Regions from separate parts of the Zea mays genome. Here region 1 is linked to region 2. Evidence: chromatin contacts called from public Hi-C data. All regions are on one chromosome and are shown on one strand. The core of a region is the stretch at or near the end of the contact, and the rest is flanking DNA. Distances in the headings are between cores, read along the strand shown.

What was found. A called contact is a pair of places that touch in the nucleus more often than the background predicts.
Region 1: a Hi-C map of ear shows a contact between it and region 2, with 2.9 times the contacts expected there. The contact joins the promoter of LOC100279386 here to the promoter of LOC100381441 in region 2. A contact is called at or near these places in 4 of 25 Hi-C or Micro-C datasets (ear, leaf and tassel).

What each region holds. Positions count from the first base shown.
Region 1 is chr2:33,383,347-33,389,046 of Zm-B73-REFERENCE-NAM-5.0, reverse strand. It overlaps LOC100279386, which reads left to right and starts at 3,176. Exons shown (of 4, transcript NR_158732.1): 1 at 3,176-3,397; 2 at 3,532-3,954.
Region 2 is chr2:33,161,088-33,166,344 of Zm-B73-REFERENCE-NAM-5.0, reverse strand. LOC100381441 (magnesium transporter3) reads left to right here and starts at 3,989. Exons shown (of 5, transcript NM_001174280.1): 1 at 3,989-4,567. The coding sequence starts at 4,007.

The sequences.
Region 1 (5,700 bases), core at 1,927-4,426, 220 kb before region 2:
CACTGACGCATCCTAGTTTATGTCTTAACCCTAGTCGTACGATGTTTTACACCGCGCTACCCATTAGTCGTCGACTCATCATTGTTTGTCTTGTTGTCTCCCTCCATCTCCGTTGCAAGGTCATGGCTTATGGTCACCCACGCCCATATCCAAGCTCTAGATCAGCAGGCGGCATTGGTTAATCAGCCAGATTGCCCACTACAAGGTACCAATGCAACCGGCTTAGTAGCCCCTCCTTTAATCTATTTTATATCCACCACTACCAATACTCATTTGTTAATGATCGACCCCAGATCCTAATGATAGGTCTACCTCTCCTCGGTACACACATACAACTCTAGTTATGAGACTTAAATTACTGTAACCATAATACTTGCAAATTATCGCTTGTTTTATCCATCGTGAGTTCTAAAATTCCTATTATTTATCCTGTATTTTTTATGACACGGAGAAAAAAGATAAAACCTTACCTACACGTTTTTTCTAAAACTCTTCTTTTGTTACACTAGGGACCCACACCTTGTCACTGTTAACTCCAATGATCATGGCAACCTTGCCGTCTTTAGCTAGCTGTACTTGCACCTCCAGAACCTCATAATGTGCGACATGGTACATACGACAGCTAGCTCCAAAGATTATAAAAAAAGCAGTGCCTTCTCACATGTTTGGAGGGTAAAAGTGATAGGCAAGTTTAACAACAATTTTCTGGCCTGCCTCTGTCACGGGGTTAGGTAAACCAAAGCTTGGATCGGCTTCTAATGCGGTCATTCTGATTACTGTCTCTGTCACTCTTTGTGCATGTGAATAAATATGGTTGAAAGTAAAACAGATCGTTTTCCTACTATGTTTTATACAAAATGATGATGGCGCCGGGACGGTGTGCACACGTCACTTCCGTCGGATGTAAGTTTTTTTTATTATTCCTGCCAATAAACAAACCAAAAGATGCGACCTTGGTGAATAAATAGATTAACAGTAAAGTGCTTTAGGATATTTGGATCCTCTTATATAAACTTCGGAGCTCTTTAAAACACTTTAACTTACTTTTCAACTCTTAAACTTTAGTGTAAAATGGGCTACTTGCAGGGCCGTTCCTGACTTTTTAGGGGTCTAATGCGAAATCCGATATAGAGACCTCATTCACACAAATATATATAATTATACAAATATTATTGAATATTGACGTATAAAAATTATTATGCACTGTTATGAAGTTTATAAGATAACACATATAAAATATATATAGTCAAAAAACGCTTACTTGTTATCTGATATCATTAATAATATCTTCTAACATTTTGTGATACAAAGTCATCGCTTATATCATTGAGATCAATCTCATTCAATAACTTTTTCCGATATATAGAATCGCCAAGCCATTTAACCTCTCTTGAGTTATTGTTGGTCATAAATAGTTCACAAAAATATTTCAATTTTAAAAAGCTTCTCTCTGCCTATGCAACCATCATATGTATAGTAAATAATACTCTCTTTATATCAAATAGAATTTGTTTTGCTTCTTTAGTGGATTCATCATCATCTAGTTGAATATAAACATAAAAATCAAGAGCTAAAACAAATACTATTTTGAAACGGATGGAGTATTCAATAAGTAATTGAGATATTAGTTTAATAATCTAAACAAGACTGGTAGATAGCGCAATCGCTCTTTACGTATTTGTGTCTAGAATAGATAGCTTTAACAGAAAAAGTGCTAGCGTCTAGTGGCTAGGGGCCCCTCTGTTTTTGAGGGCCCTGTGCGACCGCACCCTCCGCACGCCCTCAGATACGGCCCTGGCTACTTGCTTAAAGCATTAACTCTAAAGTACCGTTTGATTCACGAAATATAACATAAATGATAACAATAATAATTCACACTCAATTACCAGCGGTAACAAGTTTGAATAGGACAATATTATTTTTTAGTGTGATATTTGATTACGGTTGGACTTAAACAAACATAGTGTAACGTTATCAGTTACCGTTAATGTTACAAAAACCAAACAACATCTAAAGTTTAAAGTGAAGAATCAAAATAAGCCATTACTGCATTAGTCACTTTGGGCATGTACAATCTACATATAACTGTTGTCTATATGTCTATTGAAAAACATGTACAAACAATATAAATAACAAGTAATATGGTGGCTTATATGTTTACAGTTTACATAGTCTATAAATTTTTTAATTCATGTGTGAAACACGAGACAAAACAGTCATACATATAGTGGTTGCTTTACCATCTCTTTCATTAGGACATGGACCAAACGCATAAAAAACAATAGTCGAGCTTCGATAGACACCAAGGGCGTGATTCAGCATGTGCATCTTAGAGCAACTCCAGTAGTTCTCTAAAAGACTTCCTAAATCAATAATTTAGGTAGTTAACATGAAAACTATTCTCCAACAGTTCTCTAAATGAACTTTCTAAATTTAACAACTTGTCATCTAACCTTATTTTCTCTCTACATTTGGCAATCATTTAACAACTCCCTAAATAAAAATGTTGACTGTATTATATAGTTTTTATGACTTATTTTTATATGGATAAATACAAAACAAAATTACAACCTATATTTAGAGAACTATTGGAGAACTCACATTTTTTTACTCCAAAAGTCATTTAGCAACTTTTTAAATCTGTGATTTAGAAAGTTAAAATTTACATAACTATTGGAGTTGCTAAAATCCTCATTCATTTTAAGCCACGACCCGATTAAACCGATGGGTCCAATTTGATAGTCGCGCGCCACGTACTACCAGATGTGGTACCTTTAGGCCGACATACGCTTCATCTGCCATTCCTGCCTAGAAGCAACTACATAGGACAAACGTAAGGTGAAACTAAAGCCAAATTTGTTTTTTTAGTTTTTTTCTGCCACGTTTCTCTCCATAATTCTCACTGTGCTAAATGGAGATCAGCTTATTTAATCATGCTTTTTTGTTTGTACAGTTTGTGGAAAAGTGTTTTTTCGCTGACCGCTCTACCTCCGTAAATCTGAAGCACCCGCTACTATGCCGAAGTGACCTGAGCGTCCAGTCCAGGGCCGTGACGGTGGAGTGTGGACCATGTCCTATCACCTTCGCCCTCCCGTCCCCGTCCCTGTCCCACCAACCCCCAAGGCCCAACTCCACTCATCGCCACTGCGCCGAAACCCAAAGCGGGGAGGAGGAGCGGAAAAGAAAAGGAAAATGGGAGGAGCGGAAGCAAGTCCGAGCAAGTCAGAGGATCCGCCGGCCTATCTCCGCCTATAAAATGCCGTCCCACCCCCCACCTTCCTAGCAGCTGCTCTCCACCAAGAGCTGCTGGCACCACCAAACCAATCGCTGGATTTGTCCAGAGTATTTCCGGTTTCACCGCCCTAGATCTGACCCGAGACGCCGCGTCTTCGCTGAGGTTGGTCGCCGCACTTCTCCCTGTAACAATCTAGACTCTAGACTATGGTAGTGTTTTTAGCTTCGATTGTTTCTCCTGTTGGTGGGGAATTTCGTGTGGGGTGCTTATTAGCTATTCGGCGGAACGGAATACAGATGGCGATTACTGTGAGGCGGTCGACGATGGTGCGCCCGGCGCGGGAGACGCCGCGGCAGCGGCTGTGGAACTCCAACCTCGACCTCGTGGTGCCGCGCTTCCACACGCCCAGTGTCTACTTCTACCGCCGCGACGGCCCCGTGCCGGATGCGGAGGGGTTCTTCGACGGCGAGCGGATGCGGCGCGCGCTGGCAGAGGCGCTCGTGCCGTTCTATCCAATGGCGGGCCGCCTCGCGCGGGACGAGGACGGTAGGGTCGAGATCGACTGCAATGGCGAGGGAGTGCTCTTCGTCGAGGCCGACGCGCCCGATGCCTCTGTCGATGACTACGGTGACTTCGCGCCCACCATGGAGCTCAAGCGCCTCATCCCGACCGTCGATTACACCGACGACATCTCGGCCTTCTCGCTACTCGTGCTCCAGGTGAGCTTGCTCAGTTCCTAGTGTTGTTTCAATTAGACTAAGGACAGAAACCGAGGACATATAGCCTTCTGGAAGTCGTACGGCAAAATCTTCACAAACAGCACGCCAATGTTTTTGGGCACATGTATGTAGTACTCCTATTTTGTTTAATGCATGATTGGATAGCTGGGCCTTTTTTATTTGAGAGTACCTCGTGTTCTAGGTTGGTTTTATTAGCTGTAATTGTATCATTGCATAGTACTTCTACCCACCCACCTGGGCTGTCGCTGTGTTGTTCTGGGTGGGGCCTCTGTTTTGGCTGGATTTTAGTACCATAATTCTGAAGCTTCGGTTAGAACTGCTTGAGAATACTTGGCATCATATTTGATATTTCTTTTGGTGATTATGCATCGAATAAACTTGCTGCACCCGGACCAGCTAGTAGCCAATCCTATCCACAAACTGAATTGCATGTATCGGAGCAATGTCAATTATTGTGTGAAATTGCTACTTGCTAGTAGGTCAATAGGACCTATCTGGCTTCCAAGTGAGGTTGCCTGGTCAAGTTTGCAGCTTCATTTAGTCAGCATTTGTTTGATTATCTTTGGACATGCATAGACTTATTTGGATTTAATATTGATGTCTGATTGTTACTTTTAAACTAGCCCAATAGCTTAAGTTTTCCCTGTCTTAAAAGTGAATCCTTTTGCTTTGCAAAACTTTTTTATTCTTGTGAGTTGTAAACTATTCCTCTGTGACTAGGTTTCGATGAATACACCAACTTTCACTTTCAATTCTGCCTAAATTTAACTTTTCTGACCTTGCTGGCCTTCCATTGGTCCATTGTCACGTATACTATTTCATTTTATAATATTTGATTGAATAGGATGTATCACCATTTTTATATCGAATAACCTGAAGAACTTGAATTTAAATTGTAAATATTGCTCTTGTACAACCTTGAATGAAAAAGGTGTTCATTTGCTTTTTTGAACTATGGAGCATGAGTTGACTATCCCCTTACTGGCAGTTCCACTTTGCAACAAAATCAGCTCACTTTAAAACTGAGGTGAATTAATATTTGCCTGGTGTGTCCTAAGTTTGTGGACCCTGCAATTTTGTTAGTCATCAGCCTGTCGACAACTTGCTGAATAATCTTGCTTGGAATGCACATTGCATTTTGGTTGGTACAAAAATGACAGCCTGACTGGACTAATGGAGCATGTTCATGTCATAGTTTTCTCCAAAGCTTTTATTTAACAACAAGGCATAGTATTCACTATTTCATATACTTGTGAGGCCCTCTATTTTCATTCTTGATAGAACCTCTTTCTGTATTGATATAGGCTTCATCATAGTTCATAGGTGCATGCTTATTTATATGTCAGGTTGGCTTCCACTATATTGCGCATTTGAAAACTGTGTTTATATACATTGCACTGGGCAAGGCCTTCATGCCTGTGTGCTTCTGCAAACTGGTTGCTTCATGAAAACATAGGTTTTGGAACAGAGTGTGATGATACAATCCTACATATCTTACTTAGGGAAAATTGGTTCTATAGCATTGAAAGAATTGTGGCCGGAAAATACCATTGAAACATCTTAGACATGTGAAATATCATCGAAAGAATGATCCATTACCCAAAACTAGCTTTCTGTCACAATTTGGAGCTAATACTGTGGATTCACTGTTTAGCTCCTCACCGTCTCCTCATCCCAAATGCTGAGCACTAATGAACAAGCCCCTTAGGCAGAGTCCAGGTGTGC
Region 2 (5,257 bases), core at 2,740-5,239:
GGCTTGGGAGTTAAAGTGCCTAATTTGGGTGGCCTTGTTCGAGTCATAGTATTTGTCCCCCACCTTAGGTACCTGCGCTCCATACTCAACAATATCCCAAATACTTTCGTGGAGTGAGGTTAGATGGTGCCTCATTTTATCACTCCACATACAATAATCTTCACTATCAAAATATGGTGGTTTGCCTAGGGGTACGAAAAGTAATGAAGCGCACTTTGAAATACAGGGATAGCGTAGGGGCATCTTACTATACTTCTTTCGCTCATGGCGCTTAGAAGTGGTGGACGACTTGAAGCTTGATGTGGAGGGTGACGAAGAGTCGGTCTCGTAGTAGACCATCTTCTTCATCTTCTTCTTCTTGTCACCTCTCCGATGCAACTTGATGGAGGAAGAGGATTCCTCCTTGTGTTTGTTCCCGGACTCCCTTGAGAGAGTCCTCCCCGAGCTTGCGGCTTTTTCGCCGGTCATAATCTCCCTCTTGGCGTGATCTCCAGACATCACTTCGAGTTGGTTAGACTCTTAATGAAGCACTAGCTCTGATACCAATTGAAAGTTGCCTAGAGGGGGGGTGAATAGGCGAAACCTGAAATTTATAACTTTAAACACACACTACAAGTCAGGTTAGCGTTAGAACTAAATTCAAGACCAAAGAGAGGGGAAAACAAATCAAAGAAGAATCAAGACGAGTGACACGATGATTTGTTTTACCGAGGTTCGGTTCCAAAGAACCTAGTCCCCGTTGAGGAGGTCACAAAGACCGGGTCTATTTCAACCATTTCCCTCTCTTAAACGGTCACTTAGACCGAGTTAGCCTTCTTCCTTAATCTCACGGGTCACTAAGACCCCACAAGGACCACCACACACTTGGTGTCTCTTGCTTCGCTTACAAAGCACTTGAGAATAAGAATGGGAAAAGAAAAAGGCCAAGCCATGCGACAAGAGCAACAAAAGAACACCCTCTCTCAAGTCCCTAATGGAATTGAGTTGATTTGGAGGCTTAGAGAGGATTCAATCTATTTGATGTGTCTTGGAGTGGAGCCTTTTGCTCTTATATTGAATGAGATGTTTGGAATGCTTGGATAGATATGAATGAGGTGGTTGGGGGTATTCATAGCCCCCAACCACTTCCATAGCCGTTGGGGAAGCTACTGGCGATGGGCGCACCGGACAGTCCGGTGCGCCACCAGACATGCACTGTTCATTGTCCGGTGCACCGCCACGTCACCCAACCGTTAGGGTTCAGAGCTGGGTCGATCGTTGGAGCTTTGTCTTCTTGCGGCACCTGTCAGTCTGGTGCCACACCGGACAGTCCGGTGCCCCTTTGACTTCCTGCTCCGACTTCTGCGGTGACACCGTTTACTTTGCAGAGTCGACCGTTGGCGCAGATAGCCGTTGCTCCACTGGCTCACCGGATAGTCCAGTGAATTATAGCGGAGGGCGCCCTGTAATTCTCGAGAGTGGCTGGTTCGGAGTGTACGGCCCTGGTGCACCGGACACTGTCCGGTGGCACACCGGTCAGTCCGGTGCGCCAAATTTCAGCACACTCAAGTCCTTTTGCTCCAATAAAAATGTGTCCCTAACTTGGTTCTTTTCTTGGTTTGTGTGGAACCTTATGCACCTGTAATAGATGAATTCTAGACAAAACTAGTTAGTCCATTTGTTTGCGTTGACCATCAACCACCAAAATTACTTTATAGTAAATGGTTAACCCTATTTCCCTTTCAACTAGTCTTTTGTGTGCACTTTATCCTCACTCATGTGCACTCGAGAAGATTTCTCGATCGGTCACCCATCCAATATTGCTCTAGGCCAAACACGCTTAACCTAAAGGGTCTTTAGAGATAAGGTTCCGAAAAATAAGATGCACCTTGTTGGTATGAGTATTCTATCGATCCTATTAAGCCTTGGGCCATGATATCACAATCCACCCTATTAGAAGATTAATGTCCTTCTCGACCAACCCCAAGCCAGGAACCTCCCCTCTTGGCCACATTTGTGTGTCAAGTGTCGTCATATTCTATGCCATGTGACCACTCCGAGCCCACATGCACCATATGCCCGAACCCCTAGCCCACACACGCATATAAAACCGCAAGGATCGGCTCTGATGCCATTTGTAACACGTCGTCCACACCCGGATCGATGGTACTTACTCCTGGCAGCCCTCTAGAATTATAAAACATCCCCATGCACCAACATGAGTCATTTGTGCGTACTTTGTCCTCACTCATTTGCACCCGAGAATACTTCTCGGTCGGTCATCAATCCAAAGATTGCTCTAGGCCAAGCACGCTTAATCAAGAGGTTCTTTCGAGATAGACTTTCGAAAAAGAAGATACACCTTGTTGGTATGAGTATTCTATCAATCATATTAAACCTTGGGCTAGAATATCACAGTTGTGCCAAGCATAGGCTCTGATGGCCACCTGCTCACCTTGGCTCGCAGTAGGGACATCTGCTCCGACGTGCGTCGTCGCTCTGGTGTGGGCATCTGCGCCGATGGTTGTCGCTGCCGCACCCATGCCTCTCGTTGTCGTGCCGATGTTGTCCTCAACGAGAAACCCTCCACCTCACCATGGCTCTTAGCATGGAGGCCCATGTGTGTCGTTGGGTGGATGTGCGCGGCCATGCCGATGGCTACCGCTGTTGTGCTGAATCCTGCTACTGTCGCGCCAAGGTTGGCCCTCACGCGCCTCACCAATCTCGTGGGTTTCGTCTCCAGGTGGCTGCATCGTGAATGAGGAAGAAGAGAAGTCTGCGATAATAGATGAGATGAGAAAGAGAACGGAACTTTTTTTAATGGCAATGGCGGGTAATAACCCCATAACTTCATGAGGTTATTGAAAGAAAAAAATGGTGAAGCACCCTTTTTGTAGCTTCATGAAAAAATGAAGTTAGCCCCAACTTCATCTTTTTTGGTGAAGCGAAGTCCATAAAGCTGGGGTGTTTGGCAACACATTTTTAAGCTGAGCAGATTTTCTTGAAGTTAACCAGTCCCAAACATTCCCTTAAAGTATAGTTTTTAGAGCTGTTATGTCAATATTTATCTAGGAAACTATGTATCTATAGTGTCATCTTCATAAAACTTTCTCATCTTCCACAAAGCTCTCATATCTCTCTTCATTAAATTGCATGTCATATTATCATGTTTGATTAGATGACATATCATTTAATGAGAATGAAACTTCTATTAAGAATATCCTAATAACTACACACTTACACACTGTATAATGCTCACAGTACAATATAGTTGGTAGTTGTTAATAGCATACAATGTATAGTGTTCATAGGTATATTTGTGACGTGAGGCATGGCTACAATTACACGTGTTGACAGCAATGCCATCTTTCACGACAAATATGATGAATTAAAGTTATATTTTTCCTAAAAGGGAGGTGTACATTTTTCAGAGGAAAATGAAAATATATATACGTACGACAAACTAAATAGGGTTCACGGTCTTATAGGGGTGCTCAATCGAACGACAACATGTGCATCAAGTTGCTTTCGCCAACCATGAATTGCAGAGATATAGATACAACGCATGTTTAGTATAATTTTAACAAGATTAGTTTGATAGAGCTTTATAAGTCCTAGATTTATCAAAAACAGATTTAAATTCATTTTTTTTCTAAACGCTAGCTCTATAATTTCAAAATTTGTGGACCCGCTCGATAGAGAGAGGAAGGACCAACGGGTAGAGGAAGGGAGTAAAAAGAAGAAAAGAAAAATATAAAGAGCTGACACGTATTACGTATATTTCAGTTAGTAGTGGGATAGAGAGAGTTTGAAGTTGTGTTTAATATTTCGATAAAATTTAAATCCACGGTGATCCACTTTTTTGCGCTGGCGAAAGCTGAGCAGCCTCCACCGATTCTCTCCACCCCGGGTCCCCGGTGTCCGGGGAGATCCATGATCCCATCCTTTCCCACCACATGCTCGGCGCTTCCCTTGACACGTCACTACCGTCCCAGACCAGCCGCGTACGCCTGCCTTCGCTAACGCCATGGACCAGGGCCACCTCAAGGACAGCCTCCTCGTCCCGTCCTCCCGCGCCGCCGCGACGAATGGGCCCCACCACCGCCGCGCCACGCTCGCGCCGGGAACTGGCGCCGGAGGCCCATGTGGCGGAGCCGGCGGCGTGTCCATCGACGTCAACGGCCTGAAGCGGCGTGGCGGCGGGAGGCGCTCGTGGGTGCGCGTGGACGCGGCGACGGGCGCCGCGGAGGCCGTCGAGGTCGCCAAGCCGGCGTTGATGCGGCGGCTGGACCTGCCCGCGCGGGACCTCCGCCTCCTCGACCCCCTCTTCGTCTACCCGTCCGCCATCCTCGGCCGCGAGCGCGCCGTCGTCTGCAACCTCGAGCACCTGCGGTGCATCATCACCGCCGATGAGGCGCTCGTTCTGCGCGAACCCGACGCCGCTGGGGGCGCCGCAGCGGAGGAGGCCGTGAGGAGGTACGTCGACGAGCTGCAGCGACGCCTCGTCGACCGCGCCGACGACCTGCCTTTCGAGTTCATCGCGCTGGAGGTCGCGCTGGAGGCCGCTTGCTCCTTCCTAGACTCGCAGGTACCACTCTTATTAGGATCAGTTTATTTTGTCTTGGGTCCTAGTAGAGAGTATTAGTTGCTCTACATGTCGCGTGCACACACTGCACGGTTCGCCACCTCGAAGTGAGCTGCGACCAGTCGCGCCTACGTAATATTTTACCCTCTCACTGGGCTACTTTGTATGTCTGAGAAGCACTGTCAGTCTGCCATAATGTCCGGTTTTATTCTTCCTATCCACATTGTTCATTGAAGATGGGATTTCCTTTCAGTTTTATTATATCATATAGGTGGCACCGTGGAGTGATATGATTGTGTAGGAAGTTATCTGAGGGTGAATTAAGCTCTGACCTTGATTATCAGCTTCCTTTAAAAATTATGTTTGTCGATTATCAAATAGCCAAATTAGGCTTTATATTACTACGATCAAAACTGTAATAGTTTTTTCAGTGGTGAAATAACTGAAATTTGGTGCACCATGTATCAGCTGTTAGTTTCTGTGTTTCTTGATCTGTTGTTCATTTGTATGATTCCTGCATCTCAGATTGCTTACCAGTTACCACTACCAAATTTTACTAATAATGAAACTGTCTTAACATATTTTTAGTGAACTTATCCATACTGCACCATCAGCTTGTGTACTTTCAGTTATGTCCAATTGTTACCGATAATGATTTGGTAGATCATCAGTAAAAACAAAGTGATTGCACAT